Linked DNA regions of Gossypium arboreum: region 1 is linked to region 2. The links are chromatin contacts, called in public Hi-C maps. All regions are on one chromosome and are shown on one strand. Each heading gives the region's core, a stretch centred on a gene start, on an enhancer-like site or on the middle of the called end of the contact. The rest is flanking DNA. Distances are from core to core; before and after follow the strand shown.

The links. A called contact is a pair of places that touch in the nucleus more often than the background predicts.
Region 1: a Hi-C map of leaf shows a contact between it and region 2, with 4 times the contacts expected there. The contact joins the promoter of LOC108467975 here to the promoter of LOC108467617 in region 2. A contact is called at or near these places in 3 of 5 Hi-C or Micro-C datasets (all in leaf).

Annotation. Positions count from the first base shown.
Region 1 is chr8:26,730,973-26,736,882 of ASM2569848v2, reverse strand. It overlaps LOC108467975 (abscisic acid receptor PYL9-like), which reads left to right and starts at 1,347. Exons shown (of 4, transcript XM_017768813.2): 1 at 1,347-1,481; 2 at 1,582-1,768; 3 at 2,180-2,395; 4 at 2,470-2,942. The coding sequence starts at 1,643. The coding sequence ends at 2,688.
Region 2 is chr8:26,591,164-26,597,015 of ASM2569848v2, reverse strand. LOC108467617 (rhodanese-like domain-containing protein 4, chloroplastic) reads left to right here and starts at 3,249. Exons shown (of 9, transcript XM_017768323.2): 1 at 3,249-4,125; 2 at 4,586-4,688; 3 at 4,783-4,863; 4 at 5,017-5,091; 5 at 5,191-5,265; 6 at 5,540-5,620; 7 at 5,718-5,852. The coding sequence starts at 3,470.

The DNA.
Region 1 (5,910 bases), core at 98-2,597, 140 kb before region 2:
GACAAAACTTTCATTGGCGTCGTTCCGAAGATTTTACGCCTAATTCTTTTACGAAGTTCTGTCAAATCTATGTCCTGGTTAAAAACAGTCGTGTTATGCTCTTCGATAAAAAAACAACGCCGTTCTCCGTGTCACGGACCTCACATCATAGTAAATAACAACACTAATACGTTCACTCATCTTCAGTTTCTATTCTACTTTAGCCTCAATTTCTCTTGCTGTAACTTATACAACCTAAGAATGAAATTTGACTTATTTATAGTCTAAGGCCAAATAGGAACTACTGTAGCAAAAGAGCGTCCACATGTGAGCTTTTTTCAGTAATTTTGCTGACAGTGCATCATGCTTGAAGCATTTTGGACACCATTTGTTCAAAAACGTCTTCTCAAAATTATTTTTCCATATACTACTATAGCAAAAGAGCGTCCACGTGGGAGTTTTTTTCAATAATTTTGCTAACAGTGCATCCTGCTTGAAGCGTTTTGGACACTATTTGTTCAGAAACATCTTATCAAAATTATTTTTTCACATACTACTGTAGCAAAAGAATGTCCACGTGGAAGCTTTTTTTAGTTATTTTGCTGATAGTGCATCCATAAACAAAATAAAACCCTAAACCTTAAAACCTTAAACTCTAATTTAATTAATTAATCCTAAAACCCTAAACCCTAATTTAATTGATTTTTTAAAATTAATAGTTAATTTAATTAATTAACCATAAACCCCTTATTTAATTAACCTTAAAACCCCAACTTTAAACCCTAAAACCCCAAATCAAGCACAAAAAATCTAACCTTAAAAAAAGAGGCAAAATGCTCCCCCAAGGACGCTGCGTTTTATTGACACATCCCCGATTTCTTGACCGACGTGAAGCGCTTTGAAATTCAGACATTTTCGGTAAATAATAAAAAATTGGCCTATTTCGTAAATACTTTTGAAATGGGCTTTTTTAATAAATTACCCTAATATTATAATAGTAAAATATTTAAATATTTAAATTTTAATTAATTACTTTAATTTTTTAATGGTTGTGAAATATTTTTTATAATAAGAATTATTTATTTATTTATTTCTCAAAATGGAGTTCACGTTAATTTAATTTAAAAGATTTTGATATGTCGATCAATGAAACTATCCAAGTACGAAAATAGAAAATAGCTGTCACGTTAAAAGATATTAAATGTTTGTGTATGATGCTAGATTAAGGAACATTCACGTGAATTAATTATATAATAAATTTACTAAAATTGATATAAATCTTTTATGTTTTTATTTCTATTTTTATGATTTTTAACATGTATTTAAATATAAAATAAGAAAAGTATCTCAAAATATTTGCTATTTTACAAAAATGGAGAGGTAACAGGGTATAGACAAGTGAAGGAAAAGAGAAAAACCTTAATTTAATTACGGAAAGTAAGAGGCTGAGCCTGGTCCCAACCAAATGCCTAAAACCTAAACCAAAAGCAAAAGGCTAAAGAGTAAGGCCCCCTTCCCTTTGTTAACATCCTCACCAAGTCTCTTGCTTTTCTTCTCTCTTGCTACTCTCCTCTAATTTTTCACCTTCTGATTTGTTTACAGAGGCAAACAACACAACTCGTTTTTATCCTTATATATCAGTTTGGGACAAAAGGTAGAAGAAATGAACGGTGATGATGCTCACAGTATGATGGAATCCCAGTACATACAGAGACATCACAGGCACAACATCAGAGACGACCAGTGCACCTCTGCTCTTGTTAAACACATCAAAGCTCCTGTTCATCTCGTAAGTTCCTCAGTTTGAGACTCCTCTATAATTTCCCCCCTTTTCCCCATTTTGTTCGTTTTTCTCGCCGCCGTTTAGGCCGTTGACACGTTTTTCTTTCTACTCTCCTATGGATCTGCTGAAACCCAAATCTATTCTCTTTGGTTTGTTACCCAAAATCAAATCAAATCTGTGTTCTTGGTCGAAATTTAACCCCCCAAAAAAAAAAAAGAAAAAAGAAAAGTAAACCTACTAGTATGATGTATTATCTCTGCCTTATTCTATTTTTTTCACGGATAAAAAAGAAAAAAAAAAAAGAACCCAGACTATTTTAGCCAAGATTATGAATTTCTGTTAACTCGTTGGTTCGTAAAAGTCTGATTTTAACGATGGGTTTGTTGTTCTGTTTCTGTTTTCTTTAACCATGGATAGGTATGGTCATTGGTAAGGCGATTTGACCAGCCTCAAAAGTACAAGCCCTTCGTCAGCAGGTGTATAATGAAAGGGGACCTCGGGATCGGCAGTGTTAGAGAGGTCAACGTCAAGTCCGGACTTCCGGCCACCACCAGCACCGAACGGTTGGTACTTCTCGATGACGAAGAACACATTTTAGGCATCAAAATCGTCGGCGGCGACCACCGTCTCAGGGTACAAAATACTAACATTTCTTTCTTCCTTAACACTTGTTTTCTGTGTCACGGTACTCATTTTGTTGACTGCAGAATTATTCTTCGATCATGACGGTGCATCCCGAGGTAATTGAAGGAAGGCCAGGTACAATGGTGATCGAATCGTTCGTCGTGGATGTGCCGGAAGGGAACACCACGGACGAAACTTGTTACTTCGTGGAAGCTTTGATCCGATGTAACCTGAAATCGTTAGCCGATGTTTCAGAGAGGATGGCTGTGATGGATCAGACACAGCCTATCAACCGATACTAACTGAAAAAGGTGGAATTGTGATGACCAAAAAGAAAAAGACAATCTTTGGAGTTTGTGATATATGATCATCTTTCACTTTGTTATGGAACACTCTTTTAACACCTTTTGGTTCTTAGTTTAAATGCTTGTGTAAGTAGTTTATCTATGAGATATCCGAATTCATTACAAGCCTCCAAAACTACGGTCTTATTTGTAAATATTTAATATTAAGAAGAGATGGGAGAATTTTAATTCCATTTCCCATATTTGAAGCAGCAGCCAGGCCCAGCAGGATGAATTTGGAGAAACCATTTGAAGTACAGTTATGTTTTATGATGGTGTCTATTTTAAGTGGTCTCTTGTTGGGATCATTTTTGGTATTGCTGCTAGTTTTCATTTTTGGAAACTTAAAAAGTAGATATTTGTTGAGTAGAGTTCTCAGCCTATTAATTTGAGTGCAGAAAAATGTCGGTACACCATGGAAATGCACCAAGATTAGCTTTTTCTGAGTCATAATGTTGCACTGCACGTTAACTGATCAAAAACATCTTGTGATGATCTTTGTTTAAAGTAAAAGACCTACCTTGGTGGAAACTGGAAAGTCTTTTGCATTTTCTGCAACAAATCAACTTCAAACACGTGAGAATGGAAGTTGCAAGAGTGAGAGCACGTCATAGAAAGTTGGTAGAACATAATAATTATCATTTCATATCCTGGAAACTTGTAAGGATGTAACGATTCTAGTTTTGAAGCTGTAACAATGTCATTGGTTGGTTCCATTAAAATGTTTTCTTGTGCTTTCTATAAATGAATATGAGTGGCTAACGAACTTCGCGTTTCGTCTTAATCCGGGTTGTACCCTTTTCCATACCTGTGTATTCAATGTAATTGTTTCCAAGAGGATTTGTAATGGAGGAAGAAGATCAAAGGACGGATCTTTTTACTCACTTAAGTATCGGAATGTAAACACTAACATAAGGCCACTAAGGGTGTGTTCTCCATTGCTTTTGGGATGAATTTTTTTTAAAAAAAAGTGTTTTTTTCTTAAAAGCAATGAAGAACACATATCATTGGGGCAATTTTTTTAACTTTTGAGATGAGTTTTTTTAGAGATGAAAAAGCAGTAAATTTTAACTTTTTCAGCCAAAAAGCACTTTTGGCTATTATATTACCTTTTTAACCTTACTTTTTGACTTAAAATGTGTTTGATGCTATTATTTTGTGTTCGCTTTTTTGGTTATTTAATATGAGTTTTACAAATGTGTTAAAAGCACTAATTAAAAATAAAAATATTTTTAAAATAATACAATTGTGTCAATATCTAATTACAAATATTTAATTATTATATTTAAATATTTAAATATAGTTTATATATTCTAATTAAATTTAATAAATAACTAACATTAATTACTTAGAAATATTTAAAATTAATATTATATATTAAAATATTAACAATAAGTTATAATAAATTATTTTTTATAATTTTACTAAAATATCATAATATTAACTAATTTGAACATTATTTAAATACATATTTGTTACTTTATAATATCATGTTTAAAATAGACATTTTTTAAAAGCACTTTTTGACAGCAATATCAAACACTTAAATTTTTCCAAAGCACTTCTCAAAAGTACTTCTCAAATACATTTTTCCACAGCACTTTTCAAAAGCACTTTTCAAAAGCAATGAAGAACTGGCCCTAAGACATTGTTGCCACAAGCATTCCACCTGGGAAATCTCTAGGTTCGGCTGTCCAACATTTTCAAAATCAAATATATATATATGCTGCCATTGTTCTATATGGCATTTTAAATATTGCAAATTTAATCTCTTCCACTAAAATAGTATTGATTTACAAAATAAATTATATTATTTTGAGAATATTTTATCTTTTTTACGTCTTATATTAAAAAGCTAATAAAATTTGAACACAAACATTATGAGTTTAAACATTTTTATTATACTATGTCAATAAAATCTCATTTATTTTTATATCAAATTTTATAAATTATAATTTTCATTTACATCGTAGACTTATTATAATATATTTTTCATTATAAGTACAACAGTTTTTATAACGTTTTGGTCTGTTTATAAAATATTTTAAAAATAGACAATGCTACTAGTAAAGTCTCTGAAATTTTGTAAGATTTCGCAATTTCTTCTTACAAATATGACTAAATATTTCCAACAAACTCTTTTTTTTTTTTTTCTTTTCTTTCAGTTAAAACATTAAAACAGATTAACTGATATAATAAAACTTCGCAACAAATGGTACATAAAATAAAGTTTGCATTTAATTCACAATTAATACATAAATGTCCACCATACAAGCTCAGACCTTGTTAAAAGTTTTTAAAAATAAATATAATAACTGATGGTGCATTAAATACAAACCAATTGTGGAATATCCTTACAAACATAATAAAACTCCCCAAGGTATTGTTGATTGCTTCAAATTTAGATGGTTAATACTCCATGATTAACATAATATTAATATATTTTATATTTATTTAAATTTGGTGTAGTCTAAAATATAAATTTTATATATTATTCAAGCTCATCTATATTTATAAATGATTAATCTAATCTCATTTTAACTTGTTCATATTATTTTTAAATTACTTTAAAATCATTTATATTATTTTTAATTCAATATTTAATAAATTTATATATTTTACATTTATTAAATTTGTTTATATAGACAACTTCACTTTTTTTAATATGTTTATATTGTAGTAATATGTTACTATAGATATAGTTTTTATGTGTTATACATAATATAATATATTACAAAAATATGAAAATAGTTCGGTTTAGGTCGGACTATGGTCTTGAATGCTTGGGCCCAAACCTGGCCCTATCTTAAATTGACCTACTATTTAGGTCAAGCCTATTTTTCAATATTAATATTTTGTCTAAACTCTCATAAATTTTGTATTAATTAATTTTAAATATGCGATACTTTAACATTTAAACACCTAATTAAAAAACTAAAATCTAATTAGTAACACACGTTAAACTTCGGCAAGTCGGTTATCAATTTTATCAATGAACTTTTATTTTTAAACTACGCTAATAAAGAACTAGATTCCTTAAATGAGATGCAGAAGGACTAGATTAATGAAAAAAAAAAAAAAGACAAGTAAAGGAAGTGGGACATATTTAGAGCCACAAAAGTATGAAAGAAAACACAACCTTGCTGCGATTAGCAATATCTAAGAAAAAGCACAAATGTG
Region 2 (5,852 bases), core at 2,000-4,499:
TTAATGAGCCATGTATTTCAAGATTCAACACAGGCTCTGTTCATTCCTAGAATCGAATAAACCGTAGCTTTGATACCACTAAATGTAAAACCCCTTATCTGTTTGGTTGCAAGACCTGAGCTACAGAGTGCTACAGTTAAAGCCGAAACAAAACACATTCAACTCACATCAATTATTTTAAATAATCATGGAATTTATTCATAAATACACAATTAACATTCAAATTATACATGAATCATACAATCAAAATCATTTCAATGCATAATCACCCAATATAAATCTTTCTCAGGCCTTATACAAGCTTATGTATTCACTAGTACCAACCTAAAAATTAACTAGGACTAATTTGCAACATTTTTGAAATTATAGATCAATTATATCATAAATAAAACCTTTCCATAATCAATCATGTCATAAAACATTCAAATATTATGAAATACAATTAAATATGAGCCTTAAATAAGCTTACGAAAGCTCAAAAATTGGCCCGAAAACACATAGGGATCAAATCGTAATATTTTAAAAAGATAAAGGAAATTATGCAACATAGGGGTCACATGGTTGTGTGTCCAGGTTGTGTAACTCACTAAACACGTGTGGATCAAATTTCAAATTTGATAAAAAATCACACGGCCATGTGACAGACTGAAACCGTGTGATACATATACTTCTTAATTTCTAAAGAGCACACGACCGTGTCACTAGCCTGTGTGTGACACATGGCCGTGTCTCAAACTGTGTGGTGCAAAAATAAGTCACTACATGCATAGCTCAATTAACCTATTCAAAGGGACCTAAAATGCACATTTAGCCAACACAAATACTTGTTCAAACATACACTTTCCATGCCAAAAATACAACTTGTAACTCCTCCCTAAATACCTAACCAATATGCCACATTGGCACCACCACAATAAAGATCTAAGAAACTTTCAGACCATTCATCCAATTCAAATAGGCATATAAGCTTATGTTAAAACTTTCAATTTATCAGAATAACTTGTCAAAATCTCACATACGAGACACGTGCAAGAATCCCACAACTTCCAAATAGGGTTCAATCATATGCGACAATCTTGTAGATAGATTTTGCATATACGTCTCCAAAATAAAATCTTCGGCGTGATTATAAAAAATACAAAAAATAAATAAAATTTAATCTTTTTAAAAACTTAATAATGAACTTAAATAAAATTATAAAAATTAAAAATATTTTCTTACCATTTACAGTTGAATCGCGAAAATGTGGTTTTCATCGAAACGAATAAGAGTATTTGTCATTCCAAAACTAAATTAAAATGAATAAAAAACAGAATTAAATCAAGAACTTAAGAGAATTTTAATTAAAATTTTAGAATTAAATTCTTGAAAGATTTGAGAGAATTAAGAGAATTGACAGAAATGGATTTGAATGAAAACATGAGGAAAATATTTGGGTTTATATAGAAATAAAAACTAGTCGTTTTTTATGGTCATTGGCAATTGGACCGTTGGGGGAGGTTACCGTTGGGTGAAAAAGCATCCAGTTGGACGTATTTCCCCCTTTCTCCAAGACTGGCCTATTCTGGTAAATATGTTACAAATTGGCCTAATCACTTAATTAATTTTTAAAATTGACATTTTTGCCTAATTTAGCCTTTTTTTTCCCTTCCCAAGAAACCTTAGAGACCGCTGCTCTTTCAGCCGCCGTCGATGGTCCACTACGGCCAATAATGCCACAAAAAAGAACCTCTCTTTTACCCCTTTAACCTTTTTCTTCCTTTCATCCATTGCCGCTGTGAATCATCGTGGTCCCCCATTTACTGCCGCTATCTTGGGCGGAAAACAACACCAATCAAATCCTCTTCCTCGCTTGTTTTTATTTTCTGAAATGATTCCCTCCAATATGAAGGTATAATATGTATAGTTAGGTTATATTTCCTTACAAAAGCAATATGATTGCGGGACACGCTATAAATAATGTTAAATGGTTCTGGAGGGCTATCAATTTAAAGTATAGGAGTATGCCATTCTTGCGAAAAAGCAAATGAAATCAAAGAGACCAGTATTGTCGTGTTTTACAAATAAAATCGAAATGATATACTAAAATATGGTATAATCTTATATAGAAGAAAAATATATTGAAAAACCCTAAACGATAAATTAAAATACTATATATATATAACATTGTTGATGCAAAAGCTTGATCGGAGGAAGCAAGCCCAGGCTTGGCGCAAGCTCACATGATGGTAGCGCAAGATCCCCATCTTAATTCATGAGCAAAATTTGATAGACTTGGTCCAAGTTGAGTGTCATGTTTCACACCCTAAACTTTTGTTAGCACTTTTAACTTAGGTAAGATTTAGCATCTGAAAAAAAAATTTAGCTTTAACTGACAATGTTTTTTTTTTTTAATTTTGATTTATGTAATGATACGACACTCTAATATTGCATCACATCATCATTTAAATATTTTATAAAATTATAATTTTTAAGCGATAATATGATGATACAATATCAAATGTCTCAAATGAATAAAACTGAAAAAGTTGTTAAGTTTGAGGATTAACGAAAATAATTCAAAGACTAAGTAGAGGAAAATTATCAAAATAATGACTTTATCTCTTTTTCTAAGGTTTAATATATCATTTGGTACTTGAATTTGATATATTTTTTTAATGTGGTACCTGGGTTGTTTTTTGGTCTAATTTGATATCTATATTTGACAAAAGTTATATTTTTTATACCCAAAGATTACAATGCTAACTTTTTATTTGGATTTTAGGATTCATTTAATGAAAGTTAATTGCTAATAGTATTATGTTTGAATTTTTATGATTTTGTTAATAGAATAAATGTAGTGTTAATTGTGAATTTATTTAATTTTCCATTTAATTTGTCAAATATAATCTAATTAATGTGAATTAATTCAGGTTTAGGGTTGATATGATGAAAGTTAATTGCTAATATTATTAGCTAATAATTTTATAAAATCAATTCCAAAACTTGAATTAAAAATTAAAAATTAATATTGATACTTTCATGTACCTAAATATATATAATTTTGTCAAATATAAAAATCGTATATTACAATAAAAAAATTCAAACTAAAATACCAAATTAAATGGTAAATTAAAAGATAATGTAGTGTAACGTTTTTGCTGTATTAAAAGGAAGGTACTATAGTTTAGATGCACTATTGAATTTGTGCAGACAATTATTAGCCACACAAATGAGTTGAGATGAGGAACAGTCCTAAAGACATGATCAAAAAGCCTCTCATCTCACTTCCAACGTGTCATGCAATGACTGGCAGAGATCTCATAACTCATTCCACCTCACCACCATTTCATCATTCAAAGTGCACCTTCCAAAGCTAAGGGTCTCTGAGCCTTGTTGTCATCCAATCAATTCCAACAAAAATCCTCCATTGTTGATGGTTCAAGCCTTTCCATCATACATTTGACACCCATCTCTTTGCATAAAAATTATGCAAATGAGGACCCTCAATGCAGCAACTCCAAGTTTGACACCTCTCTCGGTTCTTTCTGAGACAAGAACCGAGGCCAGAAAAGCACCATTGCTCCCCATTGCTTCACCACTCAAACTACCCAACTCCCCAGCTTTTATTAAGACCCAACCAGCTTTGCACCAGTGTTTGTCAAGAACCTTGCATGGTGGTTTACTGCTACTGTCATCACTTCTCCCCAATGGATTCGCTAAAGCCTTGTCATACGAGGAAGCCCTACAGCAGACGACGGGATCCTCCTCGTCTGTTGATTTTGACCCAAATGGGATCCTTGATACCGTCGTCAGTTTTGCAACTGAGAATCCCACGGTTGTAGCTGGTGGCACCGTTGCTTTAGCAGTTCCTTTGATTTTGTCTCAGCTGTTAAAGAATCCAAAGCCATGGGGAGTTGAATCTGCAAGGAGTGCTTACGCCAAGCTAGGTGACGATGCCACTGCTCAGTTGCTGGACATAAGGCCTCTCAAGGAGTCTAGAGATGTTGGTAGCCCTGACATTAAGGGATTTAGGAAGAAACCGGTGTCAATTGCCTACAATGGTGAAGATAAACCAGTGTTCTTGACAAAACTGTCTTTGAAATTCAAGGAACCTGAAAATACTACCTTATTCATTATGGACAAGTAAGCTTCTTAAAACCCTATGCCTCGTATATATTTGTTCATATATGAATTCCCAGCATTGTCTATGAAACCTTATCCACTCTTAATGATGATTGTATCACTGTATCTGAGATTAAATGGTTTGTGTGTTGGTTGTGGAGGAAGAATGTAGAACTGAATATGCCTATATGGAGGCTCATTGGCCTTAAGCTACACAATAGAATATGGCCATTACCTCTTTCTTAATTGATCCTGAGTTCCTAACCCATAAATTAACTGCATTTTGTTCCAAGGGTTGAAGGTTTCTAAATTGATAGTCTATACGTTCTTAACTGTTAAAATGTGTCTTTAAACATATGTAAGCATTGGCTGACAAATATTTTATTTGTAACTATATGCATTTTGTTTGTAGGGAAGATGAAACTAGAACTTTCATTTGATTCATCTTCTAATATTGCTTTAAATTTGTGTTGAAAGCCAGATTTGATGGGAATTCTGAACTGGTTGCGGAGTTGGTCACTGCAAATGGATTCAAAGCTGCTTATGCAGTCAAAGATGGTGCTGAAGGACCACGGGGATGGGTGGTATGTGCTGTTCTAAATCAATTTTTTTTGTTTCTTTCTCCATTTTTTCTAAATTTAGCAATTGCATCTTTTGAGACTGGTTTCAATTTTGCAGAACAGTGGTCTTCCCTGGATACAACCAAAGAAAGGTCTTGACCTTAGCAATTTGACAGAAGCGTTCGCCGAGGCCTTCGGAGTACCTATCTTCATCTCCTAATTGCTTATTCACTTCTAAGATTTTGATGTCATAGAGAGACTTTTCTATATCTTGAATTGATTTTGTTGGAAAGTTCTTCAGCCTTTCTTATTAGTTTTCTTCTATATGATAAATGGTTGTGATAATCTGCAGGGGGGATCAGATGGCCTTTCTGTTACTGTAGGGATTGCTGCAGCTGCAGGGTTAGGCCTTTTGGCTTTTTCAGAGGTTAGGTTTTTGAGTCCTTTTAGTACAGTACCTCTGATTATATATATATACACACACCTCGAAACAACTCAAATTGTGGGTTTGCCATATCTTCTGCAGATAGAAACGATCCTTCAACTTTTAGGCTCAGCTGCTATTGTGCAGCTTGTAAGCAAGAAATTCCTGTATGCAGAGGTAAGTCTCCACTTTATATTAAATTGGATAATCAAATGTCCTAAAATCCTAAGCTCTGTGTAGAAAGTTAGTGCAAGATGAGTAAAGTAAATGAGCATTGCATGGTCCAATAAGCAACAGTACACTCATCCAGTGACTGTTTGTTCTAAATGCTTAAGCTCATACAAAAGGATATGGTTATGAACAAATATGGAATGTGTCACTTAACTTATGTCTCTAGTTCCGTAAGGCCAAAACATAATGGTTTGACTTTCTACTCTGCTATTTGTAACAGAACCGAAAGCAAACACTTAAACAAGTTGATGAATTCTTAAACACGAAGGTGGCTCCTACGGAACTTGTCGATGATGTAAAGGTATCCAACCTTGATATAGACCTTGGTTATTATTTGTATGCTATTTTTATCTTGCATGACTAATTTCTCTATTTTTTGAATTTGCCTGTGAACTCAGCAAATTGGAGCAGCCCTTTTACCAACAACTACCACTAGCAAGGCTCTTCCTGCACCTACGGAGGCAAAACCTGAACCCAAAGTCGAAGCAGTGGCAGAAGCCCCTCCTCAAACAAATTCAGTTCCCGAAACAGTA